3 separate regions of the Pan troglodytes genome follow, and all the other regions are linked to region 1. The links are chromatin contacts, called in public HiChIP or PLAC-seq maps. All regions are on one chromosome and are shown on one strand. The core of a region is the stretch at or near the end of the contact, and the rest is flanking DNA. Distances in the headings are between cores, read along the strand shown.

The links. HiChIP or PLAC-seq counts read pairs in DNA pulled down with a chosen protein or histone mark.
Region 2: a contact with region 1 is called in an H3K4me3 HiChIP or PLAC-seq map of stem cell-derived excitatory neurons, with 14 times the contacts expected there. The contact joins the promoter of RPL29 here to the promoter of POC1A in region 1. A contact is called at or near these places in 4 of 7 Hi-C or Micro-C datasets (induced pluripotent stem cells, a lymphoblastoid cell line and stem cell-derived neural progenitor cells), 1 of 1 datasets of contacts at active chromatin or transcription factors (stem cell-derived excitatory neurons) and 1 of 1 other capture datasets (stem cell-derived neural stem cells).
Region 3: a contact with region 1 is called in an H3K4me3 HiChIP or PLAC-seq map of stem cell-derived excitatory neurons, with 3 times the contacts expected there. The contact joins the promoter of PARP3 here to the promoter of POC1A in region 1. A contact is called at or near these places in 2 of 7 Hi-C or Micro-C datasets (induced pluripotent stem cells and stem cell-derived neural progenitor cells) and 1 of 1 datasets of contacts at active chromatin or transcription factors (stem cell-derived excitatory neurons).

What each region holds. Positions count from the first base shown.
Region 1 is chr2:56,196,068-56,199,756 of NHGRI_mPanTro3-v2.0_pri, reverse strand. POC1A (POC1 centriolar protein A) reads left to right here and starts at 1,384. Exons shown (of 12, transcript XM_063806806.1): 1 at 1,384-1,457; 2 at 1,633-1,922. The coding sequence starts at 1,905.
Region 2 is chr2:56,037,788-56,041,673 of NHGRI_mPanTro3-v2.0_pri, reverse strand. It overlaps RPL29 (ribosomal protein L29), which reads left to right and starts at 2,005. Exons shown (of 4, transcript NM_001251939.2): 1 at 2,005-2,111; 2 at 2,505-2,549; 3 at 2,867-2,931; 4 at 3,851-3,886. The coding sequence starts at 2,513.
Region 3 is chr2:55,984,065-55,987,424 of NHGRI_mPanTro3-v2.0_pri, reverse strand. PARP3 (poly(ADP-ribose) polymerase family member 3) reads right to left here and starts at 1,689. Exons shown (of 11, transcript XM_001170233.7): 1 at 1,116-1,689; 2 at 285-469. The coding sequence starts at 1,134. RRP9 (ribosomal RNA processing 9, U3 small nucleolar RNA binding protein) reads left to right here and starts at 1,619. Exons shown (of 15, transcript XM_001170125.8): 1 at 1,619-2,043; 2 at 2,334-2,416. The coding sequence starts at 1,957.

The DNA.
Region 1 (3,689 bases), core at 135-2,634:
TAACCAAATTTGGGAAGATCAGGAATTTTGTGGAGGGGGGCTCCCAGGCCTTAGCAAATTGTCCTGTAGATTTGAGCCATAAAGATAGCTCAAGCTGGTACCAAGCACCGATAGGAGATCTGTCAAAGGTCAGGGGCACCTCCACTCAGAATCCTTTCGTGGTTGCCAAACTGTCAACCCGAAAGGTCTCAGTCAACTTAGAAAATTTATTTTGCTAAGGTTAAGGACACACCCATGACACAGCCTCAGGAGGTCCTGACAACATGTGCCCAAGTGGCCTGGGCACAGCATGGTTTTATACATTTTAGGGAGACAAAATACATCAATCAATACATGTAAGATTTACATTGGTTTGATCTGGAAGGACAAGACAACTCGAAGTGGGAAACTTCCAGGTCATTGGTAGATTTAAACATATTCTGATTGGCAATTGGTTGAAATAATTATTATCAGTAGAAAGGGATATCTCGGTTAAGATAAGGGGTTATGGAGACCAAGGTTTTACCATGCAGATGAAGCCTCCAGGTAGCAGGTTTCAGAGAAAATAGATCGTAAATGTTTCTTATCAGACTTAAGGTTTTTGTTGATGTTAATGCTGGAGAGTATAATGAGGCATGTCCAACCCCCACTTCCCATCATGGCCTGAACCACTCTTTCAGGTTAAATTTGAGTGCCCTGGCCAAGCAGGGAGTCTATTCAGATGGTTGCTGGTGGCCTTCAAATTTTATTTTATATATATATATATTTTTTTTGAGACAGAGTCTCCCTCTGTTGCCCAGGCTGGAGTGCAGCGGCAACATCTAGGCTCACTGCAACCTCTGCCTCCGGAGTTCGAACAATTCTCCTCCCTCAGCCTCCCGAGTAGCTGGGTTTACAGGCGCGTGCCACCACGCCCGGCTAATTTTTGTATTTTTAGTAGACATGGGGTTTCACCATGTTGGCCAGGCTGGTCTCATACTCCTGACCTCAGGTGATCCACCCACCTCGGCCTCCCAAAGTGGCAAAGTGCTGAGATTACAGGCGTGAGCCACTGAGCCCGGCCTCTCCTTCTTTTAAAGACTGGGTTTCTAACAGCTTCTGAGGCCTTAAGGATCCTGACAGGGCCGGGCTGCACCACACTCCCTCGTGTTACAAATGGGGAAACCGGGGCACAGAGCAGAGGCGTTTTTCCTGAGATCACACAGCCAATCAGGGCGAGAACTGAGAATCGAACCTTGATCTCTCCACTCCATGATTGTGATTCCGAGTAACTCATGTTATTTTAAATCGACACTTGTCTTAAGAACGTTCGGACGGCGAACCACTGAGAGTTCCCGAGGGGCGAATACTCAGCTCTCAGTAGGTTCCTGCGGGGAAAATCTGGCTGCGCCGGCGCGCGCGGGTGCTTTAAGGCAATCTGGTTACAGCAACCCACGTGTCCTCCGCTTCCGGGATCCTTAAGGCCGTCGCTTCGGGTGGTAAAACCCGGCCCGCCCTCACGTCATGTTGGGAACTGTAGCTCCACCTTCCTCCAGACATAGGGGCGTGGGCGGCTTGGAACTGCATTTCCCAGCAGGCTGCGCTCGCCGTTAGAGTAGCCGGACGACGGGCTGGTGGGGTGAACCCTTCATCCTGGGTCTTTTAATTTCTCAGGCGGAACGAGTGGCGGCGGACAGAGGCTTTTGGCTGCGCTGTCTGTGGGTTGTCTGGGCTTGGGGAACTGGGCACGGAGACCGTGGCGCCGGCCGCCGGTCATACAGCTCTGCTTCCAGTCGTCGGGCAAAAAGCTGAGGCGCTTCTCCTTTAATTGCGGTGGGCGGGGCGTGCCGACGCGGCCCGCGTTGCTATTGGTGGCCGTTGGGGGCGCGGAAACTGAACGGGCCGCAACGGCCACCGCAGCTGCCTTCGGCGTCGCCAGCCCCGCCATGGCTGCGCCCTGCGCGGTAAGCCCAGCCGAGAGCAACTCCCCAGGCCTCAGTCTCCCCGCTGGGACACTGGGCGCCTAGTGGCCAGAGCGATGGCTGCGAGGGGCGGGCGGGGCGCCAGGTTCCAGGGTGGTCCTCTTCAGGTCCAGTTTACCGTCTGCGCAGGGGGCGCTGGGTCGGGCACTTTCTGAGCGCCTCCTGCGTGCCAGGCCCTGCGCTGGGTTTCTGGAGCGAACAAACAGGCCTCTGCCTCCATAGTTTGCATCCTAGCGAGGGACACACGACCAAGTCCCGACTCATGTGTGACCTGGGGCCGGTATCGGGCCTCTCTAGCCATTCTCCACGTCCTTAGCAGTGGGTGGCTGCGTGGGGTCTTGTTGAGGGTACACCCTGCTCCAGCAGGTAGGTACAGCAGGACGCTGGGATGCCCGGGCCTGCAGTGTGAGCGGGGCGGAGCCGCCCTCTCTGAGTTCACATTCCTCCAGAGGTCCTCATTTCGAGAGATTTCTTTGAACGGGCAAGGCCCTCTGGCTGATTGGAGAGTCAGGGAGGCTGGGTGGTAGCCTGTGATGCCCTGAGGCACTTGAGGACATGGACGGAGATTCCAGGCTAGGATACAGACCTTTTGACTCCTAATCTGGTACTCTACCTCCCTTCCTGTCCCCTCATGTATAAACCACTGTTGAGGGAGATGAGGCCCACATGCAGGGAACTACAGAGGGGAGGCGGTGTTGAGAGATACCATGGGCCTACTGGTCAGGGGTGGACCTGAACTTGCCTCTGCCCACTGAGCCTAGAGGCGGACACTCTCTTACGCATGTTCTTTCAAGAAGCTTAGGTGAGAGCAGAAGGCTCTGTTGGGGACCCTCCCCCAGCTGCTCCTCCCTCTGTTGTTGAAAGGAGACTCTGACAGGTGCGTTAGGGGTGGAGCTGGGCACAAGGCCATAGGGCCTTTGTTCTGGTTACTGCTCTGTAGGGTGGCAGTGGCTTTGCTGTGCCCCAAGGACATCCTTTCCCAGGAGGAGCCTTTGGGCTTCCTGGAGCACCCAAAATGCTTCTTTGAGGTTTCTGATACTTAGAGTAGGGGGAGATGTTTGGATGGCTGAATTATAACCCTTCAAGTGTTAAGACACAAGCTGCTATTGGATGGAGAGAGTCTCTGGAGTATTCTCTCTGGTGTTTTAACTTTATTAAGTTATTCATACACCACAGAATTCACCTTTTAAAGTGTACATTTCAGTAGTTTTTAGTACATTCACAGTGTTGTGCAACTGTAATCACTAATTCCAGAATATTTTCATCATCCCAAAAAGAAACTCCATACTCAATAACAGTCATGCCACTTCTTCCCTTTCCCCATTTTCTCCCAACCCTTGGCAAACTAATATATTAATACTTTCTGTCTCTATAGATTTGACTATTCTGAACTTTTCATATGAATGGAATCAGACAAAATGTGGCCTTTGGTGTTTGACTTCTTTCACTTAGCATGTTTTCAAGGTTCATCCATGTTGCAGCAAGCATCAGCACTTCAGTCCGTTTTATGGCTGAATAATATTCTGTTGTATGAATATGCTACATTTGGCTTATTCAGTCATGTGTTGATGGATCATTTGGGTTCAATCACTTGTTGGCTATTAAGGAAAATGCTGCTCTGAACATTTGTGTACAAGTTTTTGTGTAAACCATGTTTTCAACTCTTTGGGGTATTTACCTAGAATTGCTGGGTCATTTGCTAACCACGTTTAACTACTTTATTTTTTATTTTATTTATTTATATTTATT
Region 2 (3,886 bases), core at 756-3,255, 160 kb after region 1:
TTATGCTGAGTTAGGCAGTGGGAAAATGAAGGTGATCAAACCAGTCCCAAACTCTGGGCTCCTATGATAATGGACACATACATAACTAAGTAAACAATGCAATTAGAGTCTGGGAAAGTTCTATAAAGAAAGCAAACCATGGCCGGGCACGGTGGCTTACGCCTGTAATCCCAGCACTTTGGGAGGCCGAGGCGGGCGGACCACCTGAGGTCAGGAGTTCAACACCAGCCTGGCCAACATGGTGAAAACCCGTCTCTACTAAAAATAATTCTTTAAAAATTAGCTGGGAGTGGTGGTGTGCGCCCGTAATCCCAGCTACTCGGGAGGCTGAGGCAGGAGAATCGCTTGAACCCAGGAGGCAGAGGTTGCAGTGAGCTGAGATCGCACCACTGCACTCCAGCCTGGGAGACAGAGTGAGACTGTCTAAAAAAAAGAAAAAAAAAAAGAATAGAAAAGAAAGAAAACCATGAGAGGACACAGAATCACTGGTGAGATGAGGCAGTGGTTCTCTATTTTAGATAATGGAGTCCAGGGAGGCCTCTATAGGAAAGAGCACACCATCCAAAAAGCAGGGAGAAGGGCAGTCCAGGTGGCTGGGATAGCAAGTGCAAAGGTCCTGAGGCAGAACACACATTTGTGGTTGGCAGGAAAGAAAGGCAATGGGTTTGGAGAGAAGTAAATGACAGAGGTTGTCAGGGTCAAGTGGGTAAAGAATTGATCTTCAATGCAAGGGGATGTCCTTGCAGATTTAAGGGACAGGATCTGATTTGTATCTTAAAACAAGTCCCCAAGACCCACTGCCGTGTGGAAAATGAACTATAGGGGGAAGAGGTGGAGAAGGCAACAGAGTTGTTAGAGGCAACACTTTCTCAATTCTGATGTCCAACAGGCATCTCACATTTAATGCATCCAACAAAAATATCTGGCTCATCATTCCCCCTCAAAACAAAACAAACAAAGCCCCCGCTCCCCACTCAATCTTCCATCTCTGTAAACAGCCCCACCATTCACCCAGTTGTCAAGCCAAAGACATAGGGGCTATCCTTGCCTCCTTTTTCTCCCTCATCTTCTGTGTCCCAAGTCCAGTACTCTTTCTTTGTCCACTCCTCTGCATTCCCACTGTCCTCCCTCAGGTCCAGGCAGCCCTCTCTCCTTCCTCCCCTCTGCTCCTTCTCCACGAAAGAGTCAGGCGTGCTTTTCTTTTTTTTTTTTTTGAGACAGAGTCTTGCCCTGTAGCCCAGGCTGGAGTGCAATGGCGCGATCTTGGCTCACTGCAACCTCCACCTCCCAGATTCAAGCAATTCTCCTGCCTCAGCCTCCAGAGTAGCTGGGATTACAGGCACGTGCCACCACGCCCCGTGAATTTTTTTTTTTTGTATTTTTAGTAGAGATGGGGTTTCACCATGTTGTCCAGGCTGGTCTGGAACTCCTGACCTCGTGATCCGCCCACCTCAGACTCCCAAAGTGCTGGGATTACAGGGGTGCTTTTAAGAACACAGATCGGCCAGGCGCGGTGGCTCACGCCTGTAATCCCAGCACTTTGGGGGGCAGAGGCGAGCGGATCGCGAGGTCAGGAGTTCGAGACCAGCCTGGACAACATGGTGAAACCCCGTCTCTACTAAAAATATAAAAATTAGCCGGGCGTGGTGGTGGGCGCCTGTAATCCCAGCTACTCGGGAGGCTGAGGCAAGAGAATCGCTTGAAACCGGAAGGCGGAGGTTGCAGTGGGCGGAGATTGTGCCACTGCCCTCCAGCCTCGGTGGAAGAGCGAAACTCCGTCTCAAAAAAAAAAAAAAAGAAAAAGAACACAGATCTCCTTGCCCAACAACATCCCTCAAGGACTCCTTTCTTTTTCAGGATCTTGAATAAGACTTAAGAGCCAGGTCCTGGAGAAACAGAGAAGGGAGGAGGCAGCCTGAAGGTGGCGGAGGCAAGCTCGTAGCACCGCCTCCACGTCTGGCTTGCGTTCTTCCGGGCTTCGGAACTTTTCTTCGCGGAGCCTGGGGAAGCTTTTCCAGTAGTACTTTCCGGCGTTGTTGACCCTATTTCCCGTGCTGCACCGCAGCCCCTTTCTCTTCCGGTTCTAGGCGCTTCGGGAGCCGCGGCTTATGGTGAGTGTTGGCCGCGCGGCATCCGATGCCATCCGCGACTTACGGGTGGCGGCGGGGCGCGGGCTGCGGAGAGGACTGGTGACCGACCGTGTGTCTGTCGGGAGCAAAAGCTGCGGAGTGGGAATGGTGCTTCTAGGTCCTAGGAGGGGGATGGCAGGGAAAGCCACTTTATTGGGGAATGCAGCTTTCCGGGGGTAAGGAGTTGATTTCAGGGCATCATTACCTGGGTTTGGGAGGCCAGGACTGGCGTTGGGTCGTGCAGAGTAAGCCGAGACTCGTGGAGGCTGCACATTCTCTGTCTGCAGGCTCATTCTGACCAGAATGGGGGGGGGTGGGGCAGAGGTGGCCCAGCCTGGCGAGCCCTTAACCCTGATCTCCACTTTTGTCTTCCAGGTGCAGACATGGCCAAGTCCAAGAACCACACCACACACAACCAGTGTAAGTTTTTTGGGCCCTGCCTACATCCCAGACCCTGGCAAGGACTGGTTCAGGCAAACTGGGACAGAGATGAAGGGGCACGTTTCCATTGTGGGCCTGAGGCTGATTGATTTCACCCAGTAATAACTTTAGGGTTATAGGTTTAGAGATCTACTTGAGATACAGAGTGTTTTGCATTTAGTAGTAAGGGTTTCTCATATCTCAAGTGTAGCTGCTGTAGGAAGTGTTGGTTCTCCCAGACTTGCCAGCTGTGATGTTGGGTGGTCTTATTAGAGGAAAGTTCTTTGTTGGCTTAATTCCCTTTTTTTCTCCCACAGCCCGAAAATGGCACAGAAATGGTATCAAGAAACCCCGATCACAAAGATACGAATCTCTTAAGGGGGTGAGTGCACTGAATCACATGGAAGTGTCTTTTCTTGGTCCAGGTGCACAGTCAAGGCCTTTCATGTAGTTTTTCTCTAGCTTTGGCTTCTGCCTGAGCACAGCCTAACTGGCCCACCCAAAGCCTGCAATTCCTTTTTCTACCCTACCAGACCCATAATAAAGCTTTCCTTGGTCTCCACAGCCTGAAGTGTAACCCTCTGGTCAGGGTGTAACCTGCCTCCTGAGGGCAGTTTGGCTATCTCCCTTGCTTGGCAGTGGCACTTAGGGTAAGGAGTGGCCTTGTCTGAGTGCGTGCAGGGCACATTCCCACACTGACCAGCCTTATGACCTCCATCTGACCCAGTGCTGGAGTTGGGGTCAGCTTCTCTTCCTGTGTCAGGGGGTTCTAAGGATTAGCTGAGAAGGCTGGAGGGTCTAGGGGAGAGCTGAGCATGTCCCCAGTCTGTTCCTTCCCTTTACTTTTGCTCTCTGTTCCGTGGAGTGAATCACAAACTCTGAGCCTCAGTTTCCCCATATTCCACCTTGGCTATAAGTCTTTTGGACCAGACTTGGTATTTAATTGACACCTTCTTCTAAAGAGGGGAGGGGGTGTCCCTGAGGGGATGTCAGGAAAAAACTTGGTTGAACCCCTGCTGTAGGAAGTTGAAGCGAAGCCCCACAACCTTGGCAGACAGGGCAGCAAAGCAGCTTGTAATTTTGTTCTTGAAGGAGGTCTGCACAGCATTACCCAGGTGGCGTATTGGCTCCCTGGGGTGGTGGTACACTTTCTCTGGAAATAGTTTCAAGAGGTTGGGTATTTCCACATTTGAGGTTGACTTGATGCTGTCTTTAGAATGCTGGGTACCCCTATGGAGAGGGGCAGCAGGGAGAGACTTGGGGACCCACATGCTGCCACCTGTACCTTTCCTGCTTTTCAGGTGGACCCCAAGTTCCTGAGGAACATGCGCTTTGCC
Region 3 (3,360 bases), core at 440-2,939, 210 kb after region 1:
CCCTGAGGGGACATGGGCAAGCGCCCAGGAGACTGATGTAGTCACAGCCTTTCCCTAAGTGCGGTGGGAGGAGGCCTGCATGGGGTCTGAAGGGCAGATGTGACCCGCCTGGACCTGACGGGACACAGCCCTGACGTCTGGGGTCAGGAGAACATGGCCTTGCTCTGGCGCTTACCTGGGGGCCTTGGGCTCCAAAACCAGAACAGAGTCCTAAGGGGGTGGCCTGGGTGTGTTTGTGCTTATCAGTGGGCAGGCTCTGGGCCTGACTGGGGACTGCAGCTCACCTGGGTCCCGGGGTTGCTGCTGAGTGGACATGTTGGATCCATGCAGATTATGCGCTTCTCTGCGGGTATGGCCTTGAGGGCCTCAGCGGTGGAGCGGAAGGGGTCCTCCTCCCTTCCTGCCTGCCAGCCCTTCTTCTTCTCAGGGCCCTCAGTCTGTACCCAGGGCTTCCGCTTTGGAGCCATGGCTGTCCTGGGGCACAGAGAGGCCCTTAGGCCTCCATGGTCTCCTCATCCCCAACGACCCACTCTCAGTCCCCACCCCTGCCCTGGGCCAGCACAGCACCAACTTGCCCCACCCCGGGTTGGCCCTTCGGTGGCCTCCCACTGCATCCTGTGTCCACTCTGACGGCATTCCCAGCCCCAGACCACACCCGGCTCTTTGTCACTCAGAAACACCCCTTTCCCCAGTCCCAAGTGCAAGGTTAGGACTCTGTCCAGTCTGCCCACTCTGGTCAACAGGGTCTGCCTGGCTCCCTACCCTCTGCAGCTCACCTGTGTGTCCTGAGGGGTAGGGAAAGTGAAAGGAGGATCTCTCTCTTCCACTTCGGGGCTCCTCCCCCTGTGTCAGCTAGTTCGGCCCTGGCATGGTTGCCGGGCTGAGTCACCGAGCTATGGGGGAGGGTGGGCAGAGGCTCCTGGGGGCAGGATTCTTGGGGCCAGATTTATCCTCCCGGAGCTTAGAACCCAGAGCTGTAGAAGCCCTTCCCAATGGACTCAAGAGTTCTGAGGAGCCAGAACTCCGGATCAGTGGCCTTGAACTGATAGAGGGCAAAGGCCAGTCCCACCAGGCCTTGCCCTGCCCTGCTGTGGGCAGGACCATAGGACACTCACCCAAGAAAAGCAGGGACATGGGAGAGGTCCTGGCTGCCACACGGCCTGGTTGTGTGCGCCTCCCAGGGCAGTCCCAGGTCTAGCAACTCTCCATGAGCCTCAGGCGTGAATTAGGGAGAGAATTCCCAACAATCGCCAGAGGCCGGGGATGAGCTTGTGTGGGGGATTAGACATCGGCTATTTGGCCACCAGTGGGGTGAAGCAGAGGCTGGGACAGGCCGAGTCAGGCGACCAGTCCTACGGACGGGTGGACACTCGATCTGGCATATCCAAGGCCGGGGCAGTCGCGTCCGTAGCGCTGCTCATGTGGCCGGGGCCTGCAGCACGCATCTGCCGGTCGCGCGGTGACCTTGGGCCCGGATACAAACGCAGCCTCCCTCTCCCCGGGGCTGCTTGGATCCCCGTTGGGTCTAGCGCCGGGCTGCCCATGGAGGGGAGGAGTCACGTTCCAGAACGCGAAAGGGCGCCGCGTCTCTGGCGCCCCCCAGCGGCCAAGGGGCGCAAACACAGAGAAGGCTCTTGCTCCGACTTCGAAGTCGGCCAGCAGCAGAGCGCAAGCGCCACAGCTTCAGGCCGGAAGCGCCGTGGAGATGCGGGCTTCCTACTCGAGCCTGGTGCGGGAGCCTAGGAACTTCAGAAGGCGGGGCTACAAGCGTGCATCCTATGGGTGCCTGGGGGCGTGGCAGAGCCTGCAGAAGGACCCAATGGAGCAGTAGGAGGCGGGGCCCGGCGGGCGGTGGAAGCCTATCAATACGCGGGGTCTTGCCAGGCGGCTGGGGAGCTGGGAGGGTTCAGCTGCCACGTGAGTTCTGCGGCCGCTGCTACACGCCTGGTGGGCAGCATGTCGGCAACAGCGGCTGCTCGTAAGCGGGGAAAGCCGGCCTCTGGGGCCGGGGCTGGCGCGGGGGCCGGCAAGCGGCGGCGAAAGGTGAGCATGGCGCTTCTGAGGGCCGCGGTCAGCCCTGCTACTCGGACAACCGTCATCCCATCCAGGGGACCTGGGTCCGGGCCCTTCCCCAGCCCTTCGCCCTGGACCCCTGCTGGAGTCAGCTTCGTCCCTCTCTCCGCGAGCCAAATCCTAGAAAGCCGTTCGCTTAACCCGGGAACCACCGCCTTCCCCATTCCTGGGGTTCTGAGGGAACCGAGGGCGGGGGGGCCCTTGGTCAATGCCAGGGTGGTCTGGACCCCTGACCAAAGAAAAGACCGTATAATTCCCAGGCCGACTCTGCGGGGGACAGGGGCAAATCCAAGGGTGGCGGCAAGATGAATGAGGAGATCTCCAGCGACTCTGAGAGCGAGAGGTGAGCTGTTCTTTTCCACATAGTGGGAGGGAAAACTGAGTCCTATGGTGCACGGAAGACTGAGTGAGTCCGAACAGAACTGAGCCTAGAATCCAAGACTCTGGCCCTTGGCTCTGAGATCGTGGCTGTTTCCTTTAGTTTCTGGTCCTGCAAAGTCTTGTTTCTGCGAGGTCTCTGGGTGGAAGGACCCTGGGCCCCAATCCAAGGCCATTGAGACCTCCTTAGGTTTTGGCAGGGACTGGACTGATTGAGAAATTGCAGGAAAACAGAACAAAGCTGTCAAGTATTTCTTGCATCCTTCTTCCTTTGCCAGTTTTCCTGCAATTTCACAATTACTGGGCTCCCCGTCTCTTAACATGCCAGGCACTGCCTTTGCTGTTGGAAGTGCAGAGATAGGCAGGCGGGTGAAGAGAGTGTGTTGTAGTGAGGTGTGTATTTTATAGTTGTGTGTTCTGGGAACAGAGGAGGGACATTTAAATAGGGTCTTGAGAGATGAAGAGGAGTCTCTCACGGAGAGGTAGGGAAGGCATTCAGTGATCAGAGGAAAGTCTGAGGTGTAAGTGTGCCAGAATGGGCAGTAGAAAAGATGGAAGGGGGCTGGGCCTGGTAACTCATGCCTCTAATCCCAGCACTTTGGGAGGCCAAGGCGGGAGGATTGCTTGATGTCAGGAGTTTGAGACCAGCCTGGGCAACATAGCGAGATCTTGTCTGTACAAAAAAAAAAAAAAGTTAGCTGGGTATGGTGGTGTGCCCCTGTAGTCCCAACTACTCAGGAGGCTAAGGTTTGGGGATCCCTTCCCAGGGAGTTGAACTATGATCATGCACTGCTCTCCAGTCTGGGTGACAGCAAGATCCTGTCTCTAAAAAAAAACCACACACAAAAACAGGAGGACTGGTCATAAGTGCATGTAGATTGTAGAGGGCTTTGGATGCCTCCCTCATTT